2 separate regions of the Gossypium hirsutum genome follow, and region 1 is linked to region 2. A link is a contact called in public Hi-C data. All regions are on one chromosome and are shown on one strand. Each heading gives the region's core, a stretch centred on a gene start, on an enhancer-like site or on the middle of the called end of the contact. The rest is flanking DNA. Distances are from core to core; before and after follow the strand shown.

What was found. A called contact is a pair of places that touch in the nucleus more often than the background predicts.
Region 1: a Hi-C map of leaf shows a contact between it and region 2, with 2.1 times the contacts expected there. The contact joins the promoter of LOC107929451 here to the promoter of LOC107929452 in region 2. A contact is called at or near these places in 8 of 34 Hi-C or Micro-C datasets (leaf and seedling).

The regions. Positions count from the first base shown.
Region 1 is chrA08:110,226,635-110,230,451 of Gossypium_hirsutum_v2.1, forward strand. It overlaps LOC107929451 (arabinosyltransferase XEG113), which reads left to right and starts at 2,106. Exons shown (of 13, transcript XM_016860879.2): 1 at 2,106-2,478; 2 at 2,910-3,137; 3 at 3,211-3,416; 4 at 3,750-3,817. The coding sequence starts at 2,286.
Region 2 is chrA08:110,004,993-110,008,784 of Gossypium_hirsutum_v2.1, forward strand. LOC107929452 (abscisic acid 8'-hydroxylase CYP707A2) reads right to left here and starts at 2,447. Exons shown (of 7, transcript XM_016860880.2): 1 at 2,185-2,447; 2 at 1,773-2,091; 3 at 1,277-1,663; 4 at 1,014-1,188; 5 at 695-801; 6 at 459-577; 7 at 1-331. The coding sequence starts at 2,384. The coding sequence ends at 238.

The sequences.
Region 1 (3,817 bases), core at 856-3,355, 220 kb after region 2:
ACTTCGACTAACAAACTTATCACCCTTAGAACGTTGATTATGAGCAAAAAATAAGCACCAGAACACACGAAGATCATCAAACAAATGAGGGCTGCCAAACAACATTTCATAGGGTGTTTTTTTGTGAAGAAGAGGTGAAGGAGTTCGATTAATGAGATGAAATACAGCCAACACACACTCCCCCTAGAAGATATAAGCAGATTTCCCTAGAAACGCAAAGCACGAGCTACATTTAAAATATACTGATGTTTCCTCTCTACTCTCCCATTTTGTTAAGGAGTCCCAACTCAATATGTTTAAAAAATAATGTCATTTGCAAGAAAATAATCCTGAAGAAAATTAAATTTCGTCCTATTATCACTTCTAACACACTTTATTTATTGAGAAATTGGCGGTCAACCATAGCAATGAATAACATGAAAACTTTGAAAACCTCTTTTCTATTTTCCAATAGATATATCCAAACAACACGAGAGAAATCATCAACCAATGTCAAAAAATAATGAGATCCACAAGATGAAGGAGTGTCATAAAACCCCATAAATCACAATGAACTAACTCAAAAATATGAGTGGATTTTTGTTCACTAATTGGAAAGTTATATCTAGCTGCTTAGCACGATGACAAATTTCACATGCTTTATTTAGATTATCTATAGAGTTACTAACAAAAGGAAGTAACTTTACTACTTTCTCGGAAGGGTGACCCAATCTTCTCTGCCAAAGTTCCAAAGAGGATGAAGTTTAATTGAAACCGCTTTGACCATCGAAACATGCCGGAAGTAGTAAAGTCCATCCCGTTTCTCACCCGCTCCAATCAGCTCCCTCAAATGAAGATGAATAGTACATATGTTAGTAGAAAATTGGACAAAACAGTTCATATCATCATTCAACTGGGAAAATGAAATTAAATTACAGTTTAATTTAGAAACGTAAAGAACTTGTTTTAATTGAATTTTGTCCTCAATGCCACCATTGTTTGGCTACTAGGGAGTCCTATGGAACATGCTACAAAATCTCTCACATTCGTCAAACACATAATATCACTCATAACATGATTTGAACACCCTGTATCAATAATCCAATTATTCTTGGGCTTACCATTCAACCGAGAAGAAGTTGATTGTTTATTACTGAACACCGCTAGAAGAGACTACTATTGCTCAACAGTAAAACCAGGAAGTGGCGCCTCACTTGGTGGTGATGGAGGAGGAGAAGACTCGCCTCCAGACATTTAGAATGATGAAAGAAAAAAAATTGTGTAAAAAATCTTGCTCAAATGCCATGAAAATAATAGGATAATCTCTTGAATTTTATTGATAGAGCTTAAGGGTATATATATATCTATACAGTAGTAGTTACGTGGGAACCAAATTGCTAAAAGATAATATTTTATAATATCCATTAGGAATCAAATTGCTATGAGATAATATCATATAATAATATCCTAACGTTTTTAAATAATTTCTTTTTCATATATGCACAAAAAGATTAATTTACTCATTTTTTTAATTGAAGAAAAAAATGCGATATAGAAATTATTATGGTATTTTTACTTAAATATGCATAGTTACATCTCTCATTTCTCACCTCCTCTCATTCAAATTTAGAATTTTTCTAATCTACCAATTATATCATCTTTCCAACTTTTTATTCCCCTTTACTTTTACAAACAAAATTTAATTTTACATAGATTAATTAAAAATTTCTTGAAAATCCCCGAGTGTGAGCCGCGGGGGTTTTCACTCTAGTAAAATATTTGTTATTTTATAAGCAAAATGAAATATTGCATTGACTAAAACATGTATCGAATGAAGGGATTGCAAAATGTTTTCCAAGTAAAAACCAAGCCATAATCCCACAAAATTCGGACAAGATTCTGAAATGTTGTCCATCGCCAAGCTCTGCTCTGCACCAGACACCCTGATCTTAAAACCACTTATTGCTTGCCATTTTGTGTATGACTCAATAGAAATCTATTCTCTTCTATGTTGTTGTAAATTTTATATAGTCCCAATGCCAGCTTGCCACATGGTAAATTCTAAAATAATAGTAATGACTGATTTGTGATATAAATAAAAGACAACGGGCCGGGAAAGTTGACCTAGATATAGCCTGCAGCTCTTACATAACAAGTTGCTACAGCTATTGAATTTGATATGAAAACTCCTAAATTAAACATGGAGGCCGGACTACTATAATCGAAACCCCCTTTCCTTTGTTTCGCATTTTCATCCTGAAAAAATTCAACGCCAAAAAGAGATCAAGTTGGAACCCACAGCAAAGATGGGGGGATGGAGAAACGCGGTTCAAGAAGCTGCTGCTTCCAAACCGCTGTTTCTGACGATATACACCACCATTATCGTGGGGATAGTGGCGACTTCTTTTTATGTGTTCTCCGCCATTTACTCTCCATCCGCTTCCACCAGCACCCAGTCTATCTCTACTTCTTGGCTTTCCTCCCCTCCTCTCTCCCAGAGTACGCTCCTTGTTCTTTTTTTCTTTTTTCTTTACGCTCCTTGTTCTTTTTTTCCTTTTTCTTTTTTTTTTTAAAAAATTTAAGCTTCTATGTATGTGCAAATGGCCGATCATACGTTATTAGAACAACTGAGTAAACATTGTTTTCGTTATTGGATCCTAATCAAAATGGAATATTGCTAATGGGTTTTTGTTAGTTTGACTTTTTGTTTGTATGTTAGACCCTTTCTTCCCCGAGCTTCTTTTATGGAATTATGTTGCAATTTTGAAGACTTTCTTTGATGCCTTTTATTATGATGTTCTGTTCAGTACATCAACTTCACTCTTTTAGCATTTGCTTTACCATTAGTCAATTACAAGATTTTATTAACTGATGTCCTCAAATGGTAGATGGTGGTTCTAATTTCAGTAACAACATTTCTCTACCAACAGACAAAGCATCACAACCTGGTAGCAACCAGTTGAAAACTATATGGCAGGCTCCGCCTAGTAATTCGAAAATGCCACCTTTGGAGTCCTTTAAATTAACAAAAGAACTGGTTGGAGAAAGGGCGAAAGACAATGTCATTATTGTCACCTTTGGCAACTTTGCGTTTATGGATTTCATCTTGACTTGGGTTAAACACTTGACGGATCTTGATGTTTCTAATCTTCTTGTTGGTAAGTTGTTAAAATCTTCCTGCAGTTAACTGTGCTTAAAAGTGGACAATGAATCGGAATCGTTGTGATTTAGGTGCTATGGACACCAAACTGTTGGAGGCTTTGTATTGGAAAGGTGTTCCAGTATTTGATATGGGTAGCCATATGAGCACAATAGATGTTGGATGGGGCTCTCCTACATTTCATAAAATGGGGAGAGAGAAAGTATTACTTATAAATGCTATACTTCCTTTTGGTTATGAGCTATTGATGTGTGATACAGACATGGTGTGGCTCAAGGTACTCCCTTTCCTATCCAGATCAAGTTTTTCTTTGTTGTTTACATGACACTAAGCTATAGTTTGATTGTTTCACTTTTTCTTCCCTTAAATTGGATAAGTTTTATTTTATTACAATGCTATCATACTGTGGAAGAATATGGATTTTTCTGATTCTATAAGAAAAAAAATTTCAGTGAGAAATACTAGTTTTTCCTGGCGGTTGCATTTGCTTTGTGTGTACTTTTATTGGCTTGTGTAATGCTTCTTACTCTGCTGTCATCATTTCTTTATATTTTAAATCATGATCCTTAATGGTCACTTCATACTTGATGTGGCTTGCCCCTTTCCACAGGATCCTCTTCCATATCTTGCTCAGTATCCTGATGCTGATATCTTAACTTCAAGTGACCAAGTTGTGCC
Region 2 (3,792 bases), core at 1,197-3,696:
CACTCCCTTCCATTTTTTGTTATTCTTTGCTATAAGTTGGAGAAAGAATAAACAGGAAACTGTTTGCAGATTTTGCTTTTCTTTTCTGTACAGTTTGGGGACTTGGTTTTTTTTCTTTCTATTTTTGTTATTTATGATCTCAAGTTTCTTCATTTGTCCAAAAAGCTCTTTGTTGGAACTGTCTTCGCCTTTGCATTCTTTGCTTCATACTCTAAAATTAAGAAATTGAGTGCATGCCTATGATTTTCTGATTAATCTGATGGGCAAACCATTCTGGGGAAGAGCAAAAGGACCATACTGAATTCCACTATTTGTACCCACCACAGACCACCTGCAAAAAAATCACATTCATATGTCATGTTTTATTTTATATTTCTATTAATAGAAACAATCAGATCATAAAAATCCCACAAACTGAGAAAAAGAAAAAAGGAAGAGATTGAAAGACTGTCGGTTACCTGTACTTCGTGGTCAGATGATGGAGAAGGACCATGATTTCCAGCTTGGCTAACTCATTCCCTGGACATGAATGTGTTCCATTGCCAAATGGCATAAATGTATTGGGTTTTGGAACAAACTGTTCAATCATTGAGCAAAAGTATGCTTTAGGTGATTGCTACTTACTCTCTCTCCTTTTTTTTTTTTAATTTAAAAGAAAAAAAATTGAAAACAACAAAACTCTGCATAAGTCTACCTCAAATCTTGAAGGATCAAACTTTTCAGGATCTGGGAAGATTTCTGGGCTGTGATGAATGTTTCTAAAAAGTGGTAAAACTTTCCATCCTTTTGGTATAAGATACCCTGTTTAATATTTTTCACAACAAAAAGACAAGTTAGGCTATTTGAACCAAAAAGGCAAAGGTAGTAGCATTATACTCTTAACAGTTATATAGATTGAATTATCTGTATTGAAATGTGGACCGATCAAGATTTCAAATCAAATGAAATCTTTTATCACTAAAGAGTGACTTAGTATGTGTATATATATTGACAGAGGTTGTGGTGCAACTGACCTTCATATTCAACATCAGCCACTGCTTCTCTGAAGGTAAAAGATAAAATCGAAGCAACCCTAAGTGTCTCCTGAATCACTCTTGAAGTTATGGGCATCTTCTTGGTATCTGCCCAGCTCAGAGTTTGCTCCTCACCGCATTTCTCTTTACCTTTCATTATGGCCTCTTGTTCATCCTGTAAAACACCACAAGAAACAACCAAGTCAGTGTGTCTATGGTGGAGTTTTCTTGGACTAGTCCCATAGGAGGAGCAATAAACTTACCGTGACAGCTTGAAGAACGCTGGGGTTTTCTCCAAGGTACTTAATTATCCAAGTGAGTACACTAGCGGTGGTGTCACGAGCAGCAAAGATTACACCAATGATGTTATCAGCGATTTGTTCATCGGTGAGGCCTTCTTTATCACCCATGAAAGAACCCAACAAGTCATTGTACTCCTGCTTCGTTTCTCTCCTGGTCGATATGATTTTGGCCAGGATCTGAGCTAGCTCTTTCCTTGCTTTCATCGATTTGTTGAAAAGTGTACCCGGAATGTTAATGGGCATCGAGTTATAACCTTTTTCTAATATGTAATAACACCTCTTCAGATCTTCTCTGTACTTCACTTCATCCTCTCCGAATATCGATAGCAGCGCAACATTGAATGTGTACTGCAAATATAAAAAATATATTTGATATCAACATATCATCAAACACAGGGTAAACAAAAACAGAGGAAACAACCCTGTTTTTTTTTCCCTCTCTGTTTTTTAGGCTTACCGTTTTCATTTCTTGGAAAGTGGTAATCAGCCTGCCTTCCAATGACTGGAGAGAATCTTTGGCAATGGATTCGATGTTGGAAACGAAGCTTTTGATGGCTTCAGGCACGAAGGCACGGAGCACAAGCTTCCTCAATTTGGCATGGTACTGTCCTTGGCTAAAGAAAATGGCTTGTTTGCCCAACATCCTCTCTTTACTGGCCGGAAACGTTGGCTTGAAGAGGTGAGACTTGGTGACAAGCACAAATTTCGCAGCTTCCGGGCTGGAAATCATCACACAGGGACACCCGAGTATATGGGTCTTGAATATGGAGCCGTACCTATATAAAAACAAACAAACACAAGCCACAGCCCATTGTAAGCATGCATTACATTACACTGCAAAGAACATGCCACAAAGAAAAATAACACACCTTTTCTGCTTGGAAGCAAAGAAGACATTTGGGTTTTGGGAGTAGAGCTGAAAGGTTTCACCGATGTACGGCCAACCCAAGGTGCCTGGCGGGAGGGGTAAATCCCGGGATTTTTTGGATTTGAACAAATTAAGCAGAGAATTGAAGAGAAAAATAAAGAAAATGGAAGCAAATAAGGGAATCATGAAATAGAATGCCATGTTTAATAAATTATAAATAGGGTGGAAATCTTGGTAGCTGAATGGTGAAGAAGTTGTGTGATGGAAACAAGTGAGCAGCAGGTATATATATAGGGGGGGGGGACTGGGGATTGGGTCGGGCTCGGTCGGGTCGGGTTAGAAATATGAAAAGGATATAGGAAGGGAAAAGGAAGGGGGTTTGAAATACAACTTGAATCCCCCACACGCGGAATCTCCCTCCAGCTCATTGCATGTTTTCTAGTTCTACTCATCTGTACTCTTTATCCGTGCTAATATATTTTCTGTGACTCAGTTCATTGTTACATATTCTATTTTTATTATTTTATTAATATTAAAATTTCATCTCACTATTTTTTTTATTTAATTACCGATGTTAACGTTATCAGTAAAGGTCAAAGCTTTAAACCTTGTGCTTTTAGTTATATTTGTGGGTTTTAATTCGATTTGATCGGTTTATTTTAATCTTAATTATTTTGATTATTAATTTATTTTATGTTTTATCTTAGTTTAATTCTATTTTATAATTATTTGAATATATATCTATTTTTATGTGTGAGTTTTAATCTCGTGGAATAATTTTAGTCTAGATTATTTTGATTCTTAGATTATTTATATTTGATTTTGATTTGATTATAATTTGTCCTTACTTAAACTCATATTTGTGATTGTATTATAATCACAATGTTGTATAATTTTTATCTATTTCTTTTTTTTCATATATTTTTATTAATGACTGTGAATGTTTTTGTATTATTTTACAATAAAAACATAATTATTAACTATAATTTAATATATAGATTGAGTCTTAACTCGACTGACATTAAAATTATTATCAATGTAAGAAAATATGAATTCCCTGAAGTGAATTGTACTCTTATTTAAAAATTAACTAGTAACTGTAGATAATTTAAAATGATTAAATGTAAAAAAACTATAAATTAGTCATAAAATAAAAATAGCAAGCACGTGGCAGGACTGAAAGAAAAGAAAGCAGAAAGAGCGCGTGAGTGTTTGACCAGAATCAAGAAAAGGTTGGGTTTTAAGACATGAAAGAAAACGTCCCTTAAGCAAGACAAAAGGAGAGTTTGAAGTTAGAAGTATGAGTCACTTTAACGAGCTCAATCCGTACTCACTTTTTCTTTGAACATCCAAATATTGAAGGGTAGAAACCCCATAGTCTTTTACCATACCTCACTCTAAAAGTCTGCAATTTTTATACGCTTCACCAAAATCTGTGCCATATGTTTTAAATCTTAAACTAAAATAATTTGTCATTCAAAACCCCCATCTTTGAATTGGAGACAGTTCAAAGCATGCCTTTTTATTTTCAAAGCAAAACCCCACTTTGAACAAGCTGCAATAAAAGCTTATACAATATATTTATCAATATATATAATAAGCAGCCAAA